3 separate regions of the Mus musculus genome follow, and all the other regions are linked to region 1. Evidence: chromatin contacts called from public Hi-C data. All regions are on one chromosome and are shown on one strand. The core of a region is the stretch at or near the end of the contact, and the rest is flanking DNA. Distances in the headings are between cores, read along the strand shown. Region 1 overlaps Celf2 (CUGBP, Elav-like family member 2). Region 2 overlaps Usp6nl (USP6 N-terminal like). Region 3 has its middle 190 kb from the start of 5031426D15Rik.

Region 1 (3,063 bases), core at 69-2,568:
TAACTGAGGGTTATAAATGCGTCAATAAATAGAACCACACATAAGAAGCGCCTCAGTTCTGTACATTTTGGAGTGCTAACAGACATCACAGCAGGATTGTGGGTAGAGCAAACATCTTTTTTAAAAAAAAGGTGTGTGTGGACAACTTGGTGACGTCTGTCCTTACCGACCCCTTTCATGTGGGTCCTGGGGATCAAACTCAAATCATCAGCCTTGTCCAACAAGCACACTTAACCAACGAGTCATCTTGCCAGCCCAAGTGAAAACTTCCTTTTTAGCTGTGCTGAGTAGAGGTTAGGTGCAGCCTTCCCTGAAACCTAGTAAGTTCTACTATTAGAAGTCTGGTTTTTAGTGTGTATCTGGCAAGGTAATGCACACATCGAAAATGAACACAGAACAGTACTGATATTCTTTTGTTTGATTTGTACATTACTATTGTTAATATCATTTCTTTGGTCACAGCTTTAAAAAAGAATGTTACAATTCCCCTTTCTATAATACATACATGCATGTGCAAGCACAGACAAACACAAATTCAACTATAAAATGGTACACTCTACTCCAATTTCTAAAAGAGTATTAAAACGCTGTGGACCTAGACCACGCTGTCCTTGTATTTCCAGGCTACCTCACACTGTCTATCACATAGGGATGGCAGTGTAAGCGCACAGATGTACAGAAGCTTGTGCCTGCTTGGTGAGAATAACTAAAAACGGGTAAGCTAGTGCTAAGCCACAAAGTAGAGCTCATTTCATTCAGTCAGTCTTCGGAGAATTTTGAATGTCTCTCTCATTCTAGACACTGATCGAGGCATAGGAGTTTTTGGAATACAAAAGACATTCTTCTAACAAGAAATGTATGAAGATTTATGAAAATAAGTCTTAAAAACTCAAAAAGATTTTCAAAGTGTTCATCGAGCTTTGATTTTTAACAGTATAATATTATATGACTCTTTTTATTTGAAAAAAAAAATGCCAGGAACAAAAAAGATGGAGGCTAAGCTGCCTTTTGAACTTCATATACACTATTAAGGTTAAATCAAGGTCACAAGAAACACACATGGTTTAGGTAAAAGAAGCAAGAACATTAAAAATTACTCTGAAAGATGTGTTAGATTTTAAGACTAGATCAGCAATTTTCCTGGGATTATAAACTCTGTTCAAACATACCACTTAATCTTTGTTTCAGGTTCCTGTTCTATAAAAGAGGGTCCATTTTCCTGAGGGGGGGAGGGGGAGTGGTTGAGGGCAAAGGAGGATGCAGTGTGGTTTAACGGTTTCCTGACTTTAAAGTCCTCTCAAAGCACAGTGTTTTCATTGCAGACATGTGATGGAGAGTCGGTAGCACAGGACTGTTGCTAGGGCAGCTCACCACAGTTCTATTCACTCTCATGCAGCTCCTTGGCTGATGCATGGTGAAGGAAGCCAGAGCCAGTATCTCTTCCTTATCTCCCAAGCATCCCAGTCCTGAGGATGTGTGGCAGGTCCACACACTAGTGATGAGCTTGGTTAGACAACCACATTCTGCCATGGCACTGAGCTTGGTTAGACAACTAGGTTCTGCCATGGCACTCCCCTTTTGTTTCTTAAATGATCTCAAACTTATTGGCCTTGGGACTTAACTCTAAAGTCTGGCATGTCTGGCTTAAAAGCAGTGCTTCCAAACACAGATTAAAGCACAATTAGATAAAGACTAAAACCTAAAAGAAGCAATTTTTAAATGTGGTATATTTACTCATTACCCTTTCTTAAGTCTTTTTCTACCTTCACTCAGATTAGAGCAAAGTCTTGGCTTCCAGAAGCATTTTCTCTGAAGAGTCATAGGCTTGTGGAAAGACTGTGTTTTCCACTTCTCGAGTTGAACAACTCACACTGGACTCACAAAACAGCTAAGGCCTGTCACCATCTGGCAGCTGTATGATGGCCTGTGTAAAATGAACTGCTAGTCACAGTTGAGCTCCCGTTTGACAGATGTCCACTTCACAAAGAGAGTAACACACTCAGCAGCCTGGTTGGCGAGGAGTGGGGACTGGGCCTGGAAATGGCACTTACTTTTCTCTGCCTAACTGGGTTGCTTAGTAAAAGACCAAGTGACACTGCAGTAGGACAGAGGGCACGCAGCAGGTAATGTGGCAAGAGCTCCCAGTCAAAGTTTACCTTCTCCCAGGAACCCTGTGCTGCTGTTTGTTTGTTTATTACTTGTTTTAATCAGGCTGTGTGAATTGAGCTACACATGGTTGCCCTCTAAGGCCACTGTTAAAACACATCAGCTTCCCTCAGGATCGATGGAGATTGTAACTGCCCACAAACCTCTCCTCCCCTTTCATTACAGTATGGGGGAAATGTTTTGGAAACAGCAGGAGCTAAAAGATCTCCTTATCCTGTCCTGGGTTAATCAGTATCATCACCAAAGTGAACAAGTTACTTAAGGAGTCGGAAAGAGAAAGGACAAAATGGCCCTTCACTATAAAATGTAATTCCTTATTGAGTATTTTACAAAAGACTTTAAAATATATACAAATAAACAAACCCCCCAAAGTCCAGTTTTGTTTTGTCCCACTGAAGCATGTTGCTCAGTGTCAACACTGAAGCTGGATGCTCCCTGTCTCTATTAGGAGCAGGGAGAAGGACAATGTGCCTGGAGGGCAGCAGTGGTGTGCACAATGTAGTTGTTCTTTCACTGGTTACTCTCAATGCAGTCAAGCATGTGGGTTATATTTTCTTTTAAATAAACCCATATTCTGTTGCTAAACATTCTCACAGACATAAAGAAAACAAATACCAAACTAAGCTGATTTAAAGAAGAACCTTCAAAAGTCCTGTGGAAAGTGAGAATGATTAGCCATATTCACTTTCTTATGCAGCCATGCTCATGTACACGTGTGTGTGTGTGTGTGTGTGTGTGAAATATGGCAACAGGACCAATTCCGAATTACTAGCATTTATCATAATATTTTCCTAGTAAACACAATTTAAATCTTTCTGGAAGGGATACATGTATTAGATAATATATGTTTTAGAGAAATGTATCTATCAAAACTGTTAACACATTTACTTCCTTTTC
Region 2 (2,959 bases), core at 7-2,506, 330 kb before region 1:
TAGGTCAGTGATTGGGTTTTCTAGTCACAGTGTCTCAGGAAAATACCCATTGATACATACTACCTCTAGGAGTTGCTGCACAGCTGGAATTGATAAATATAAAATCTTCAGATATCAAGGATGTGATGAGCACCAGAGACCTCATCTCTGTACTGTCAGCAGAAGGAAGGGAAGTGACAGAATTGAGGAAAAACCAACAAGTAGAGAATGAGGGAAAGCTGTTCAACTGAGGAGTGAGTTTAAGGCCAGAGAAAATGTCACACAGAGCTGAGGGGTCCTCAGACCTCCTACCCCCACAGCTGGAGCCATTTCTCTTGCCCATTCTTTCCAGGCATCGTCCTCAGGAGTCCAGGGCTTTGTCCTTCCCTACAGGCGCGGCTCTGCCTCCTCTGGCTGCCGTGGGCAGGTTTCCTCACTCATGGCCCACATACAAGGGTTACAACTAGATAAATTGTAGCTATTTTAAAAGTTATTTTTCAAAATTTGTCTCAGGATTAAAGTACTGGCAACTTTATTCCCATCCTGCTGGTGCCCAACAAAAATTCCTCTGTCTCAATGTGATAAGTGGGTGCATGCATGTAAATAAATGTGGTTTAAAAAAGTCTTAAGATGGACAGTGGTGGCACATGCCTTTAATCCCAGAACTTGGGAGGCAGAGGCAGGGCGGATTTCTGAGTTTGAGGCCAGCCTGGTCTACCGAGTGAGTTCCAGGATAGCCAGAGCTATACAGAGAAACCCTGTCTCGAAAAAATAAAATAAAATAAAGTAAAATAAAAAAATAAAAAGTCTTAAAATGCCCAAATAAGGACTTGTTACATTGAAGATATAGTGTCATGTACACTGTACAACAGTTCAGGCTTCTTACAGGAAGTTGTGAACTACTCATGTGTAAGTTAAGAGTTTGTCCAGGCCAACTCTAGTTTTACTTATGTGTTTGTGTAAGGGGATACATATGTATGAGAGTGTGCATGTTCATACCTGTGCATGTGGAAGCTATAGGTTAGCCTTGAGAGTATATATTTCAGGAGCCATCCACCTTGTTTTTTGAGACAGCCTCACTGGAACTTAGGACCTAGGGTCTGCCGTTCTAGCGCTGGCGTGAGCTGGGGTGACTACAAGCACACGCCCGGTGCAGCTGCTTTTTTTATGTGGGTTTCATGCTTGGAGGACAATCACTTTACCAACTGAGCCACAACTCTGCTCCTGCTCTACTTTTAATTTATTCATACTGATATTCAAAGTGATACCAAAGTTGGGTTTAAGCGGATGCTGTCTGAAGCAGCTGTGCCTTCACTGAGGCAGGGACAGTCAGCTCACGCCCTGCCCTCAAGCTTTGTGGAGGATACTGAGTTTGCTTTACGAAACTGTCTTTGTTGGGAAATACTGAAGTCTTTGTATAATATTCACATACCATAATTTGCCAGTGGTAGATATGTTAAAAATACTGCCTTTAAAGTTTGATCTTTAGAATTAAGTTTTTGCTCCAAAGAGTGTATGTGCTATATAGATATATAAAAGAGATTGGAAAGAATTGAACAAAATTACTGTAGAACTGACTTCTGTTAACTGGAGTATAAATTAGAGACAGGATATTGGGTACAAAAGCCCTTTGTGGGCGCTTTTTTTTTCCTGCCCATCAACTTGCAGTTGGAAGCTAGTAAGATATTTTTTAAAAATAAAGCTTTATTGTACTTAATGGTACATGCAGTAATACCAAACTACTTCAGTTTAACTCTTGAAGAAACTTGCATACTTGTTTATAATAAGCAGCTTCTACAAAAGTCCATCTTGTATCCTTAAAACACGTTAGCACTTTATAATGATTCCAGTGAAGGGAAACCACTTCAGCACCACGCACCTTAGAGTGTAGCGAGTCAGCATGCCGAGGAATCACGGCAGCGTCTCCTCTTACGTGGGGAGGATAGTTGCTTGTAGAAACACAACCAGAGCCTATTGCTTTGAGACTGTGGAAATCCACCAGCCCACTTCCTGGCTCCTGGGCGCTGTTTTCTTGGTGGCATATCCTTTATTTACTGGGATGTGTTCTCATGTCTCTTTACCTTCTGTGGTGCTGTGCCTTGATACACATGTTGAGCTTGGGGCTCCATGCTAACATAGTGTAAGACAAGTAGCTTTACCTCCAAGTCTCACTTTCTCATTTGAAATGTACAGTTGAGAGTTTCTGGAGCATGTAACTGGCAGTGGGGGCTGTGGCCTGAGCACGGTGGAGCTGTGTCATCTGACAGGTAGTGAGGCCCAGTTTACATGGGAGCTGATCCGAGAAGCTGCTCTTCACCAGGCCTTGCTCGCTCTGCAGCTTTATTTACCCTCCTCTGTCTCCTGAACGCAAGCGTATTTCCTTGGCTCTTGCCCTTATTTAATGTTGAGCTAATGCTGACAAGTTTTCTTGACAAACCATGGTTTGATTGCTTCTCATTTTGCTTATTCATAGAGCATGTGACAGATTTAGAAAAGCTTGCAGCCTCATTGCTTTGGTCGCAGTGTTATTCTGGAGCTTAAAAGCTGTAAGATCTCTGCAGGTTAATTAATCTAATAATGTTCCTATCTGTTTAATGACCAGTAATGATACCTATTTCATGTTTCTGATGTGAGGAGATTAGACTATACAGAATAATTAATGCTAGCTGATATTTGTGAAGCTGGCCTTTCATTGCTAACTTAATTTATCTGGTCTGTTGATGAGTGACCAGCACATTTGTATAACACTTTTGGTCCTTGTAATGTAAAGGAGATCTAACCTAGTATACAAGCCACCAAACTCAACAACTTTATTAGCATAATAGTAGCAATGGAATGTAAGTAATACCGTTGCATAATAAACACACATGTACATATTGAAATGCTTATGTATAATGTTGCTTAGAATTATTGAGTGAATTGTATTTAAAACTGCTGTGTGTTGTGAGAATTTTGAGATACCATTCTTGAGTTTAGGGGA
Region 3 (2,726 bases), core at 168-2,667, 410 kb after region 1:
ATCCATGACTATCCAGAGCGCATTTTCCTGTCCTGGACTGCCTGGCCAGGTTGTGGGATCTGGAGGGCCTGTGTTTCATAATCACAGATTGTTGGAGCCTAAGTAAGTGATCTCCACCCTCAAGCCCATTAGCAAATTCATCTCACAAGCAAGCTCACAAGGCTCACAACAGGGAGAGAGTTGCTTCCCTGGGCAGTAAATGGGAAGCGTTGAAAGCTGCCCCCAAATGTCCAAAGATCACAAGTGCTCAGATGACTTCTCACAAGAGAAAAACCCATTGCTCCATGTGTTCGAATTTAGCTAGCCTTTGCTCTCAGTGACATCCTGACTTATGGACAATCTCATGTGATTCCTGGTTTTTTTTTTTCTCTCAGTTCCCAGGGAGCAAGTATCTATCTATTAAGCACATGCTCAGAGCAGCTGAGACCATCTATGGGAAATCTTGGGGTAAAATCTAGAGCGTGTAATATGAAGTGCTAGGACTTATTAGAAACCAACAACTCCCCCCCCCCCCTCTCTAAACCTTATTTTCCGTAGATCTTTCTTGAATTGTTTGCTTAAGGAGTTAAGTGCTTCCACTCACAGAAAATTTCCTTGGCACAGACATTAAATTAGCTGGGACTGAGCCTGAGCCCAGAGAGCTTCTCTCTCAAAGCTGGATGCTAGTCTTTCCCAGAGCATCCTGGAATGCTGTCTCCGGTCCTAAGCACGAGCTGGAAATCTTGGTGTATGTAAAAGTCTAGCATAGGTTGAATTTCTTTCTAGGAACCCAGAAGCTTCGATAATCTCCTTCTCTCCCACTCTACTTTCTTTCCCGTGTCTCTTTCTCTCTCTTCCCTTTTATCCCATCCCTTCTGTCTCTCTTTTCTCTCCTCCCCCTCTTCCTTCCCTATTCCTGTCAGTCTCTCTTTCTGGTGCCTTATGAGTTAAACGAATCAAGCAATAATGGTGTAAGGAACAGGAACCAGGATAGTGAATGAACCAATAAAATGGCCAGTTCTTCCCACACAATGGAGAGCAAACAAAGCGGCTCTCTGGATGGAATCCGTTCAGGAGCAAGAGGAAGACTTCCAGAACCACAGAGTTTGAGGGGCAAAGGGGAGGACCACGTTGGGATAAAGAGGGAATCTCATGGAAAAATGAGAGGCCGGCCAATGAATGGTAATAAAGAAACGTCACACTAGGAGGACTATGTCCTTTTCTTGACTGTAGTGTGTCTTATTTCTGTGGTTTTAATATACGCAGGCATATTCAGAAAACCATGAAGTCTGACTTCCTTAATTTTTGGCAAGAAGTAGAAGACAAGAATTTAGACTTCTCTACTATTGGTGACTCTTCTGTGTGCTGTTAGGGCCACGCAGTTCCCTTGAGGTGCAGGGTCAGGATGAGCCATGCCTGACTGCTCAGTGAATGGTCACTGATGCCTTCAGTGCTGGCTCCAGGCTGACACCTGCTTCACGCAGGCTGGGTTGGGCTCAGCATTACCATGCTGTGTTTTTCTTTTCACCATGGAGTCACAGCACAATGCCCTTGGGATTTGCCATGGTGATGAAATTGAATGTTAGATCACAGAAAGGATGGTAGTACTGTGTGTTGCAGTCTTTTTCTTCACTGATGGTAGTTCCTTCAACAACGTAGCAAGGATCTGAGGACTTCAGCTTCTGGCAAGGTTAAGGAAATGCAGAAGACAACTGGGAGATAGGAAAAGCTCTTGGAGAATCTTTGCTCATGCACAACTTTAAAGACAAGTGAAGTTATAAGACACATTGTATCGCTTTGGGGGAAATTGAAGAAGACATAATCAGAGGGACAGAAGCAAATGTCATAGAGGAAAGTGTACACTGTTTAAATGCACTCCGGTCTGTCAATTATGAGATGGGTACTACACCTTATAATTCTTTGTTTACAGGCATTCGGTGTCTGAAATACATTTTCCCATTAAGGCTCCAAGGTCAATGACACAGATAATTAACCAGCTGATTTAGTGCCTTTAATTTTCCTTGAAGCTTGAGTGAGACACCCCCACCATCCAGCCCAGCCTTGAGATTCCTATTCCAAGCGGGTCCTGGGACAGTGCTGCCTCTGTAATGGGACACTGATGTGATCTGTGGCTGAGGCTTTGACTAGCAGCATCATATGTCCACTTAAATGATGATGAATGCTGCCTTTGTTCCAGACAGGAAGATGTTATTATGCTGACTCATATTGGTGACTTCTCTGGGCTTCCCAGCAAGCATTGCTGCAGGATTTAATGCTGCTGATTCCTTACAGAGTTCCAGAGAGAATAAAGCAAACCGGGGAGCCCAAAGAAAGGCAAATAAAGAGCCCCAGGTGTAGTGAAGCTTAACACACCAAAGAATAAAGAGCAGCTGGTGTCTCCTCTTCTTTTTGTTTTCTCTTTCACTGTTGTGGCTGGGAGTCTGAAAGTTATTTCTACCCTCTGCCAACTTTGTTCACTTACTAGTATCTGGTCCTGTACTTCACCTATCAATAAATAGAATTTGAAATCTCTCAACCCAGGGATATTATTTCTGCTTCAACTTATTTCAGGATGCCACAACCCCAAATGAAAATCTGCAGATTGCTGATAGCTATGCCAATATCATCCAACTGCTAACCCTTCATTGGTGGCACCTATAGATAGATTGTGGGCATTGGAATACAACTGATAGGGGGGAGAGAAAGGCTGGAGGCTCGATTAAGTTCATCCTACAAGGAACCAGTTT

The links. A called contact is a pair of places that touch in the nucleus more often than the background predicts.
Region 2: a contact with region 1 is called in a Hi-C map of pre-B cells, with 4 times the contacts expected there. The contact joins two enhancer-like sites.
Region 3: a contact with region 1 is called in a Hi-C map of pro-B cells, with 3 times the contacts expected there. The contact joins two enhancer-like sites. A contact is called at or near these places in 1 of 15 datasets of contacts at CTCF or cohesin (large pre-B cells), 2 of 484 Hi-C or Micro-C datasets (pre-B cells and pro-B cells) and 1 of 115 datasets of contacts at active chromatin or transcription factors (fibro-adipogenic progenitors).

Annotation. Positions count from the first base shown.
Region 1 is chr2:6,706,178-6,709,240 of GRCm38.p6, forward strand. The region is part of intron 2 of Celf2 (CUGBP, Elav-like family member 2); the gene reads right to left. Among named protein-coding and RNA genes, the nearest start is that of Celf2, 180 kb to the right of the region's middle. Within about 2 kb of position 1,319, at least 128 of the 459 cell types and tissues checked have an H3K27ac peak or open chromatin away from gene starts, as enhancers often do. A contact at or near this core is called in pre-B cells and pro-B cells, where this site is marked.
Region 2 is chr2:6,375,040-6,377,998 of GRCm38.p6, forward strand. All of the region lies in intron 2 of Usp6nl (USP6 N-terminal like), which reads left to right. Among named protein-coding and RNA genes, the nearest start is that of Usp6nl, 54 kb to the left of the region's middle. Within about 2 kb of position 1,257, at least 54 of the 459 cell types and tissues checked have an H3K27ac peak or open chromatin away from gene starts, as enhancers often do. A contact at or near this core is called in pre-B cells, where this site is marked.
Region 3 is chr2:7,113,879-7,116,604 of GRCm38.p6, forward strand. It overlaps a transcript of Celf2 not described here. Among named protein-coding and RNA genes, the nearest start is that of 5031426D15Rik, 190 kb to the left of the region's middle. Within about 2 kb of position 1,418, at least 75 of the 459 cell types and tissues checked have an H3K27ac peak or open chromatin away from gene starts, as enhancers often do. A contact at or near this core is called in pre-B cells and pro-B cells, where this site is marked.